Regions from separate parts of the Mus musculus genome. Here region 2 is linked to region 1. The links are chromatin contacts, called in public promoter capture Hi-C maps. All regions are on one chromosome and are shown on one strand. The core of a region is the stretch at or near the end of the contact, and the rest is flanking DNA. Distances in the headings are between cores, read along the strand shown.

Evidence for each region. Promoter capture Hi-C pulls out the DNA fragments that hold promoters and counts their contacts.
Region 2: a promoter capture Hi-C map of hippocampal neurons shows a contact between it and region 1, with 2.7 times the contacts expected there. The contact joins the promoter of Npnt here to the enhancer-like site in region 1. A contact is called at or near these places in 6 of 39 promoter capture datasets (3T3-L1-derived adipocytes, the HPC-7 cell line, embryonic stem cells and 3 more), 3 of 484 Hi-C or Micro-C datasets (liver, nephron progenitors and uterus), 4 of 115 datasets of contacts at active chromatin or transcription factors (craniofacial prominence and embryonic stem cells) and 1 of 9 other capture datasets (pancreatic islet).

What each region holds. Positions count from the first base shown.
Region 1 is chr3:132,847,094-132,851,959 of GRCm38.p6, forward strand. It overlaps Gm29811 (predicted gene, 29811), which reads right to left. Exons shown (of 4, transcript NR_102298.1): 2 at 2,124-2,235. Among named protein-coding and RNA genes, the nearest start is that of Gm29811, 29 kb to the right of the region's middle. Within about 2 kb of position 2,813, at least 6 of the 459 cell types and tissues checked have an H3K27ac peak or open chromatin away from gene starts, as enhancers often do. A contact at or near this core is called in hippocampal neurons, where this site is marked.
Region 2 is chr3:132,947,676-132,952,541 of GRCm38.p6, forward strand. Npnt (nephronectin) reads right to left here and starts at 2,616. Exons shown (of 14, transcript NM_001287101.1): 1 at 2,298-2,616; 2 at 372-472. The coding sequence starts at 2,368.

The sequences.
Region 1 (4,866 bases), core at 1,563-4,062:
TTAAAGTAAAAATAGAAGGGAATTTTAAAGAGGATTATAAACAGAGATCATGGAGCTGGTGGGAACAGATGCAAAGTTATTGCTCTACCTCCCTGAATCCTAGCCTAGTTTCTGGTCATCATATACAGATAGACAAAGAAAAGGACACCAGTTCCAATCTATTATGTATAGTCAACTTAGGGACAGCATCAATGTTATATACTATATTGGTTACAAAGTTGAAGCACTGAAAATTGATCTGGCTCCCCACTCTATGACATGGTGATGCCATTCAGTATCATCTTAGAGAGGGTGCCCATGTCTCTCCCCCTATGTACATAATTAAAGTGGATACTTGTCAAACAGAATGTATGTGTGGAGTGTAACTGATATGCCAGTCTAAGAGGAGATTCTTCCAATTCTTCCTTCAATTTCAAGAGAGTATTGTCCAGAAAACTGTCAGCAATTAAATCCTTTATGTCCGGCACAAAAGTTGGCCTATAGTCATTCTTTCTATCTTGCCCATGGACCAGGTTCAAGAGATTGGAAAGTCTCCAGTCAGATATGAAAGGAGACTGGTGGAGAGGGAGGTTAGATGCTGGGTCTATTAATCATGGAAGAAATAGTCATAATTTAGGTCATTTGATGGCTTAAAGATGTCTCTATGCTCAGAGATGAGCTATCTAGATAATTTATTACTTGTGAGATGCCATATTTCTTCTGAAATCATTTTCAGATCATTAATAAGTGCATATAGACTGCATCCATACCATGATCTCTATTTACAATCATTGAAGATTGGAAAGAAATGTGGCGCTTTCTTAAGGCCAGCTGACAAAGGATGATTTGTAGAGTGACGCACATCAAGAAGCAAATCTTGGCTCTCAGTGGTGTACTGGTTACTTTTCTATTGTTGTGATAGAGCACCATGACCAAGAGCAACTTATGAAGGAAGAGTTCATTTTGGATTATGATTCCAGAGGGAGAGTCCACAGTGGCAAGGAAGGCATGGCACCAGCAGGTGAACAGAGGAAGAAGCTGAGAGATCCTAGCTTTAACCGCAAACACAAGCAGAGAATGAGCTGCACCTGGGACAAGGCTATAAAATCTCAAAGGCATTCCCCAGTGGTGTTCTTCCTTTAGCAATGTTCTACCAGCTCAAGGCTCCAAAAATCTCCCCAAATAGTGTCACCAGACAAGGACAACAGATTCAAGTATGTGAGCCTATGGGGGATTTCTCATTCAAACCATCATGAATGGCTAGTAGGGGTTTGTTTTTAAGATTATTTTTTTTTTGTAATCATGAGCTATTTGTAAGTATGACAACATGACAGGATGAAAAATGTATATTTTCACAGCCTATGGAAATCAGCCTAAAGATTCTCCCTCAGAATAAAAAAGAGCTGCCATCTGGTCCGACTTTTCCACTCCTGTGTATATACCCAAAGGATTCTAAGTCATCTACAGTAATAACAGGATATAATACCTGAATGCCTGTGTTTGTTGTATAACTGTTCACAATAACCACTTTATAGAACGAGCCATCACAGATATAGGTACCCATCAACAGATGAGGAAAAAGAAAATATGGCCATCCACAAAATATTTCATCATTTGCAGAAAAATGATGGAAATGAAAATCATTATGTTATTTACATAAAGTGAGCCAACCTTGAACAAATACCATGATTTTTCCCTTAATAAAACATTTATGGAAAACCATTAAAGTAAAAGGGGAAAAAGAAAAGGAAAAAGGCTAATAGGTCGGGGCAGAGGTGGATGAGGCCCGAGCTGCGTTAGAAGAAATGCCACCAGGATCTCATTATTTTATGCAATCACCATTTTTGACTTAGAGAAACCCTACTAAGTATTCTTTCCAGTGTGAGCATTTAATCTCCTTACTGTGAACCTGTTCCACCTTTTCTGACACACCAGAAGTTCTCCTCCCTGGATTGTTCGTCACTAGCCCTCATCGGCCCTGCATGAAGGTCTAGAAGCCTTCCTGCATTTGCCTCAGACAAGGGGCCACCCTGTGCAATCCAGACCAATACTGAATCCTTCCAGAGATTCGTCCACTGTGTCTTCACAGAAGAAACACCACAAGTGCTAAGTCAGAGCGAGAAGGAAAAGTCTAATTAACTTACTAAATTACACTGGAGACGCTGACCGCTGTTCAGCAGCTTCCGTTCCACCTTGAGCTGCTGGAATCCCACGTCAAGCAGCACACTGGGATGATCTTCCTACCTGGTAGTCCGTCTGCTTATAAAAAAAAAAAAGTTGTTTTGTTTTTACACCAAAATGGCATCATTGTCTGATAGTTATTTGGTTTGTGCTAATCAGTCAGTCACAAATCAGTGGCGTAAGAGTGTATATCACGTCCATAGTGGCCAGGAAAATATCCAAGGCCCCTGCCTCTTCTCCATTAAGTTCCTTAACAAGAACTCCAAGCAGATGAGGCCCACAGCATCTGAGATGACAGAGGCACAGACAGAGATTGTATATAAAGATGTTTGCCATTATCTCTCAAAAGACAGAAAATGGGAAGCTTCTATTGGTAGTTAATACTTTGTAAAACCAGTGGGCAAGCATTTTCCAAGCATTTGCCTGTAAAACTCATGTATACGTAAATGAAATTAAAAGGAGGTGGTTTTGGTAAGTCAGCCCATCCGTCTCATTACAAATCTGGACCTGTTGTTTTAATCTGAACCCTTTACAATGGTAGCAACTCCGACATTTCAGACTCGTGGGATTTAGTGAGCAAATCTCCACACTGAAGCTGTCTCGTCAGACAGCACCAGATCCAGGCACAAGCTGTTTTCTGTAAATAATCAAGCACATGGCGTTCTGAAATGCATTTTAAATTTGTTCCTCTTGATTAAGTGAAACAGTATCAGAAACAGACATTGAATTTAATTGCCAGGCAAATTCGGCTAAATCAGAAAGAATAAATTAATGAGGATATTAATTATTATAATTATTTATCCCATTTTAAAATTACAGTGATTCATTGTATGGGAGTTGGCAGCAAATATGCCACCAAGGGCATGTGGATGTCAGAGGGTGAGTTGGGTCCCAGAGATCCAACTCCAATTGTCATTCTTGGCAGAAGGTGTCTTTGCTCACTGATCCACTCTTATTGACTAAACCTTTAGAAAAAGGAAAATGTAAAGGGAGACCACTAGGCATTTACTGTGAACCTGGTTGGGTTTTATAAGCACATAACACTGGGTATATACTTTATCAACACCTAAAACAAAATGATCGCTCTAAAGATTTGAACAAAGGGCTAAATTAAATATAACTGGTATATATTATTGGGAGGAGGGGATGAAACTAGAGAAATGTAAAGGGGCCTCCTCCTGACCTGCCTTGACTCCAGGCCCTCACATTTGCCTGGTTCTCTGGGATCATGTGCCAATTCAGCTTCACCCATCCTGAAGCCATGGCCCTTAAGGGCATGTGTGTCTTCTGATCCATCTATATCTGGGAGTGGGGCTGGAATTGGGATGGACCCTAGCCCGGGGTTTCTGACTGCCATTTGATTAGCTCTCATGCCTGAGAGAAGGGCTGACATTTCTCAAGGATCTTTCATTTCAGGGCAGCGCTCTGAAACTGTGGCAGACCATCTCTCCTTAAGCTACAACCCTCAGTGCATAACCAGGCCTCCAGGCTTCCAGCACTGAACCTTCAAACCCCTTCCTTGCAAATAAGGATTATGCTTCAGGGTCCTGATGCTATTAGGCCTAAGTGAAAACTGCCACCCTCATACACAAAACAACAACAACAACAACAAAAATGATACATGCATCAGGACAGAGAGAGGGGGACACAGGAGGTTGCCTGTATGGAAAGAAAGCCCCCACTGAGTCTAGATTCCTCTACTGCATTTGTGCTGCTCTCCTGTCTGTTCCTGGGTAGTTTTCAGGGGGTCCTCATGGCCCAGAAGTGGGTGATGGCATTTATCCAACCCATCTCCTGATACAATGTGGAAACTAATAGAAAGCATTTCTTAACTGGAAAAGGTTATACAAATATGATACTGTTCTGACAAACTGTAAAGCCAAACAGTCTAACACCAACGGCATAAGTTCTAAACAATAAACATAGACACCCCAGATAAATACTCTTACAACTCATGGACTTGCTCATCCTCTGCAGCATACACCCAAGGGAAGGCTTCCCGGGAGGGTGGAGCTGCGATCCTGCCCCCACTTGCTTGCTGCAATGTGCATGCTAAACTGATGCTTGACCTAAGATCCTTTCAAACTCACACCAACCAACCTGGACCCAAGTTTCCAAACTTAAAACATGCTCTCTTTACAATCTCTGATGCCCTAATAAAATCTGGCCTTTTTTAAATTCCCCACCCCCCATAAACATCTACACCTCCATGACAGAGATAAACTCTATGTCAAATCCACTCCTTCCTTCAGTTTTATCCACCTGGAAGCTCCCCCCTGCACTTCAAAGCAGCTTTGTGGTTCCCCTTGGAGAAATCAATGGGAGATGAAAGGCAGCTGTCTTTATCTCCGCCTGCTGCACAGAGCAGGTAGGGGGAGGTGAGACAGACAGGAGAGGGTAAGTTAGAACAGAGGTGGGGGGGGGGGAAGGGAGGGGGTGAGTTAGAACTGGAGGGGAGGAGTTAGAGGATCAATTATGTACAAAGAAGGCATAATCCAGAAACAATGGTATCTATTCTAAAGGGGTAGAACACATCCAGATACAGATATAATAACCAGTATTTTACAGAGGTCCTAGTATTTGATATATAAAGTTAAAATGCTATCAAGTGTGATCATAGTAAAAAAAATCGAAATGAAATCTCCCTCTGCACTCGTCACAAGGAACAGACTGTGTGTTGATAACACTGTCTCACTGGACCCTTGG
Region 2 (4,866 bases), core at 1,366-3,865, 100 kb after region 1:
CAATTCCTAGAACCATCGTGTTGGCTCACAACCACCTGTAACTCCAGTTCCAGGCTATCCTCCAGCACCAGGTGGTGCACATACATGCGATCAAAACACCCTTACACATAAAAGAATAAAATACATTGTGTTGTTGGACAACACAGTAAGTGGCTCTCTGTAAATGGCAACGCTGGCACTGTGACACAGGTACCTCTGATTAGAAAGGGGCAGAATAAAGATTTGGGTCAGATCTGCACAGTTAAGACTTATTCAGTAATGGTAAGCCCTCCAAAGTGCAGAGTAAAGTCTAGAACCATCACACACACACACACACACACACACACACACACACACACCAAGGAACAGGAGTCTCCAGCCCCGATACTCACGTTGGCACTGTCCCCAGGACTGGCGGGCCCAGCCCCAGCAGCAGTCAATCCTGCCTCCATAGCGACATAGGCCGATTGAAGAAACTATTTGCCTGGGCCACCTACCAAACAAACAAAATATTTAAAATAAATAAAGACACCTGAGATTTAAAATAATTTCCCCTTTGTTTTATTTAGAAAATGTATATATACTTAAACCACACCCAGTAATTTTCTACAAGCTCCTTACTGCCTGCAAGGAATTGGAGAATAAGACACCTTCCCAGTAGTAGTCCTACAGTGATCTAATTTCTAATTGTAAAGTTAAATGTACACACACCCAGCCCACAGGAGTAGGGAGAAGAAACCAGGTTGGCTGCAACCAAGAAAGCTCAGGCTACTATTCACGGGATGGTTTCTGAAAGCTTGAAATAAAACAGATTAGCCAGACTCACAGCTGTTGGGGGCGGGGAGGAGGGGGCAGTTTTGACTAATGCACCGGGACGCTGAAATGTGCTGAATAACAGATCTGTCAGAGCAGAAAGAATGTTTGCTTCGTATAAAGGGCAGATAAGGAAATGGGCAAGAAGAGGAGCTTATTCAAAAATCAAATGCAACCAACCAAGCTCTTTCTATACAACTGCCTCCTCCTCCTCCTCCTCTTCCCCACCACTGCTGTAAGAAAAGCCCAAAACCAGGCCGTGAAGAGTGTCTCAAGTGTCCTCGTATTTTACAAGCTGTCTGCATCAGCAATCCACATTATTTCCCTCTCCGATGTAAAGTGTACCCAGAGAGACTCCAAGTTTAGGATGCAGATTTATGCATCAGATCACACTTACACCTGTGACTGTTAGCCTGTTTAGATTCACACCTACCAGACTTTCTGGACACCTAGGCTGTGTGTGTGTGTGTGTGTGTGTGTGTGTGTGTGTGTGTGTGTGTGTGTGTTTCTTTGTAAATGGACACCTAGGCTGTGTGTGTGTGTGTGTGTGTGTGTGTTTCTTTGTAAATATGTGTGCCCCAAAGTAATGCACCACAAATCCAAATGTGGGCAAAGAATTGCTTTTGGAAAATAAAAGGCTTAGCCTCTGGCTGCTTTCCACTCTTCTTTAAACTCTTTATCTCTTCAATTCATCTTCGCTTTACCCTCAGGCTCAAAGTACAAAACAACCCCAACTTCTATTTCCTCCGACCAGGTGGTGAACCGGGAGCGGGTGCCTTTTTCTTCCGCGCTCCGAGGCTTTTCCTCTGGTCCCCTCCAGGGACAGGAAAGCCAATCAATCCTGGAATTGATTCGTTCCAAGATTGCAGGTAAAACAGGTGCGGCATCTTCAAGGCAGCCCTGGGACAAGCTCTGAGGGATGGGGACAGGGGTGAGTGGTGGTGTGAGCCAGCGGGAAACCTGTCCAGCTGAGGCCTTCAGTGGGGACTGAGCCCGGGATCTCCGGGGAGATCGCGCGGTGCGCTGCCTTGGGGGGACACGCTGAGTGACAGCAGAGACCCTGCCGGAGGTTGTTGGGACCTGTCAGAGCAAGCAACAGTCAGGCCCGCCAGGTCTGAGCGGTGCCGCGTGCTACACACACACACACACACACACACACACACACACACGCACCCCGAGCGCCTCCTCTCAGTACTCATGTTAAGCTTGTGTACACCGTCCCCCCTCCGAACCACAAACCGAGAGCCCTCGGGTGCCATTTGTTCCAAGTACGGTCCTCGCCGCCACCCTTTGTCGAATCGCCGGGTCACCTGCAAGTTTCCCCTCGGGACACAGTCCATCCTGATCACTGGCTGTAGGGACGCTCCACGCGTCACCTGTGTCCCTGCTCCTGCCCGCTCTCACCGCACACGGGGCACGAGCCTCTCTTTCTCCTGAGCCCGGAGCCAGGCTGCTCCACTCGAGGTCCCTGAGGGAAAGGGGAGGGCACCCGAGACCCGCCTCACCTCCCGTCGAAGTCGGCAGCCACCTGCAGGTAGAGCGAGGACGCGAGCACCGCCGCTAGGAGCACAGCCATGCCGGAGGACCGGGACGCGGGGACGCTGAAGGTTGCGGGGAGCTGCGCGTCCCGGGATCTCCCGGCCGCCTTCGGCGCGGCACCCGCGGCTGCTGGGACGCACAGAGCGCAGCGCGCAGCCGGGCAGGTCTGCGGCGGGCTGGCAGAGCCCCTCCGGCTCCCTCCTGGCGAGGGGAGGCGCTGCGGCGGGAGCCGCGCCGCCCGCGGGGAGGGGCGAGGCGGGAGGGACGCGCCGCGCAGCCCGCCGCCCTCCCTGCCCCGCCGCCCTGGTGCCCTGGGCGCGCGCCGGGGCTCGCCCCTCCCCGGGCCCCAGGGGCAGGGGCGGCTCAGGGGCGGGGATGCGGCGCGCAGGCAGCCTCGGCCACGGGTGGCGCTTGCCCCCGGGCTGCGAGAAAAGTTGGGAGCAGAGCTAGGGAGAGGGCTTGTCGGGTGACCTGCCTGAAAAAGTGAGCCCAGCCGCCAGAGGCTGGGGCGACAGTGGGGTTGGAAGTGGAAGTACGCGTTCTGTGGGGGTAGACAGATGCCCCCCCACATACACACACAGGTGGTCTATAGGGGAGAACCCAACTTTTCTGCACCTACCGGAGGGGTTCCTGGACTGATGAAGGCAGGCAGACCCAGATTGCTTCTCCTACAGAGCTGGAATATCCCTGCACCTTTTAACGGGGGTGGGGAGTGTGGTGGGGGGGGTTCGGCTCTCAGGTCGAATTTTGAAGAAGAACTCTGGGCTCAGGAGAAAGAGAAGAACCTTGGAAAACTGTCTGTGTCCTGAAGCTCCACTTGGTGCACCCCCGTGGGTAGGGCAAGTGCTCCACCCCAGAGGAAGGGGAGTTAGTTACCACTTAGCTTGTGGTGTAGCTGGTCTTGAGGGGACCTCTTTAGAACCATTTGAAGTAGTTACTGAGCTATCATAAAAAGCATTGCACCAAAGGACTGAAAAGAAATGATTTTCATAAATATACGTTCAAACTTAAATCATTCCCGTCCTTAGGCCATACCCCCAATGGCTGGCTGTCCTGTCCTCTCTCTCTTCAGTCCATGATCTCCTGGCCTGGCACCCTCTAGGCATGCATTGAAGAGGTTGTGTGTATAGCTGAATCTCACTTCCTTGCCTAAAAGTCACCCTAAAAGCCAAATATGAATGCTGTTTAAAATTCTTATCTTCCCCTCTGGTGTCACGTCCAGCCATACTTTGCCTTCCCCCCCCCATTGTACTGATCTTTTCTCTTACAGCATAATTTGTTTATCTATGTCTTCTTTCTGTTGTAATGTAAACTCTCCAAGAAGAGCTATCTTTGTTTAGTGCCTACAACATTGCCTGGCACATAGTAGGTGCTCATAAATGTTAATCGAAAGTATTTGCTACCGTACATTCAACTGTCACTCCGTTCGCATCATTTTAAGGTTTCTGCTACTTCAAATTGTTAACGAAAAGTTCTGTGCCAGTTTGGTTACACTATCCTGATTTATCAGTATGTGTAAAAACAGGACTTTTCTGCAAGAAAAGGAAAAATAATAGTTCTTTGATTTCCAAGTTGCTTCTGTTAGCAAAAGAAGTTTCTATTTTAATCTCAGAAAATTATCCTTGCCGGTTCAGGCTTGGGACACTGTTTGAGGCAAACAGCTTGGTGTCATCCATTTCAGATGCTTCTAACAAAGTCCAAAATAGTCTAAGAGGCATAATATTTTTTTCTGCAGAAAAGTCAAATGTTTGTCAGTGTAATGTAGGCTTGCTTCCCGACCCCACTCCTTGGTGGCATGCATTGCTTATTGGCTCCTGTTCGGTTCCTGAAAGAGCTCCATTGGCACAGTGGATGGTTGGGTTAACCTGCAGGCTAGAGAATAACTTCAGAAGAGGGGAGAAGAGTGATAGGTGGAAATAAGACAGTGACTGCACACTTCTCTGACATAGGTAGGGTTTTTTTTTTTGTTTTGTTTTGTTTTTTTTTTGGCCCAGAAAACTTCCACATTCCTTCACTTGAACAATCTCCACTTATACTTTTTGGATCCATGCTTATATAATTTTTTGGCTTGTCTTCTATTATATGGACTTCTATAATATTATATGTCTCCAAGAGCAGCTCTTGGCAAATTATGTTGTCATTGCCTCTCTGCCACATTAGGTCTTTCTAGCCAACAAGAAGCCAAAGGTAATTCCTCTCGTGTCAGTACATCCTGGGTGCTCGGCCCACTGGCTGGCACAAGGCTTAAATAGGTTGAATGGACAGGCACACTGTCTGTTGCACACTCGCTCCTGCCTGGAGGAAGTGGATATTGTATCAGTCTCTTGTATCATGGCTTGAGGAGACGATAAAGGATTCCCATGGTGTATCAGGCCATTGTGTTATAACTAATGAACACTAGTGATTGTGTTGTGCCAGAAAACATCATGAACCCCCAAAAGATCACCAAGGGGCTGATTCCAATGCAATCTCACTAGGATCTCTTTACTCAAGCTCGAGCTTGGGCCACACCACTGTCTCTGATGCAGGAGAACA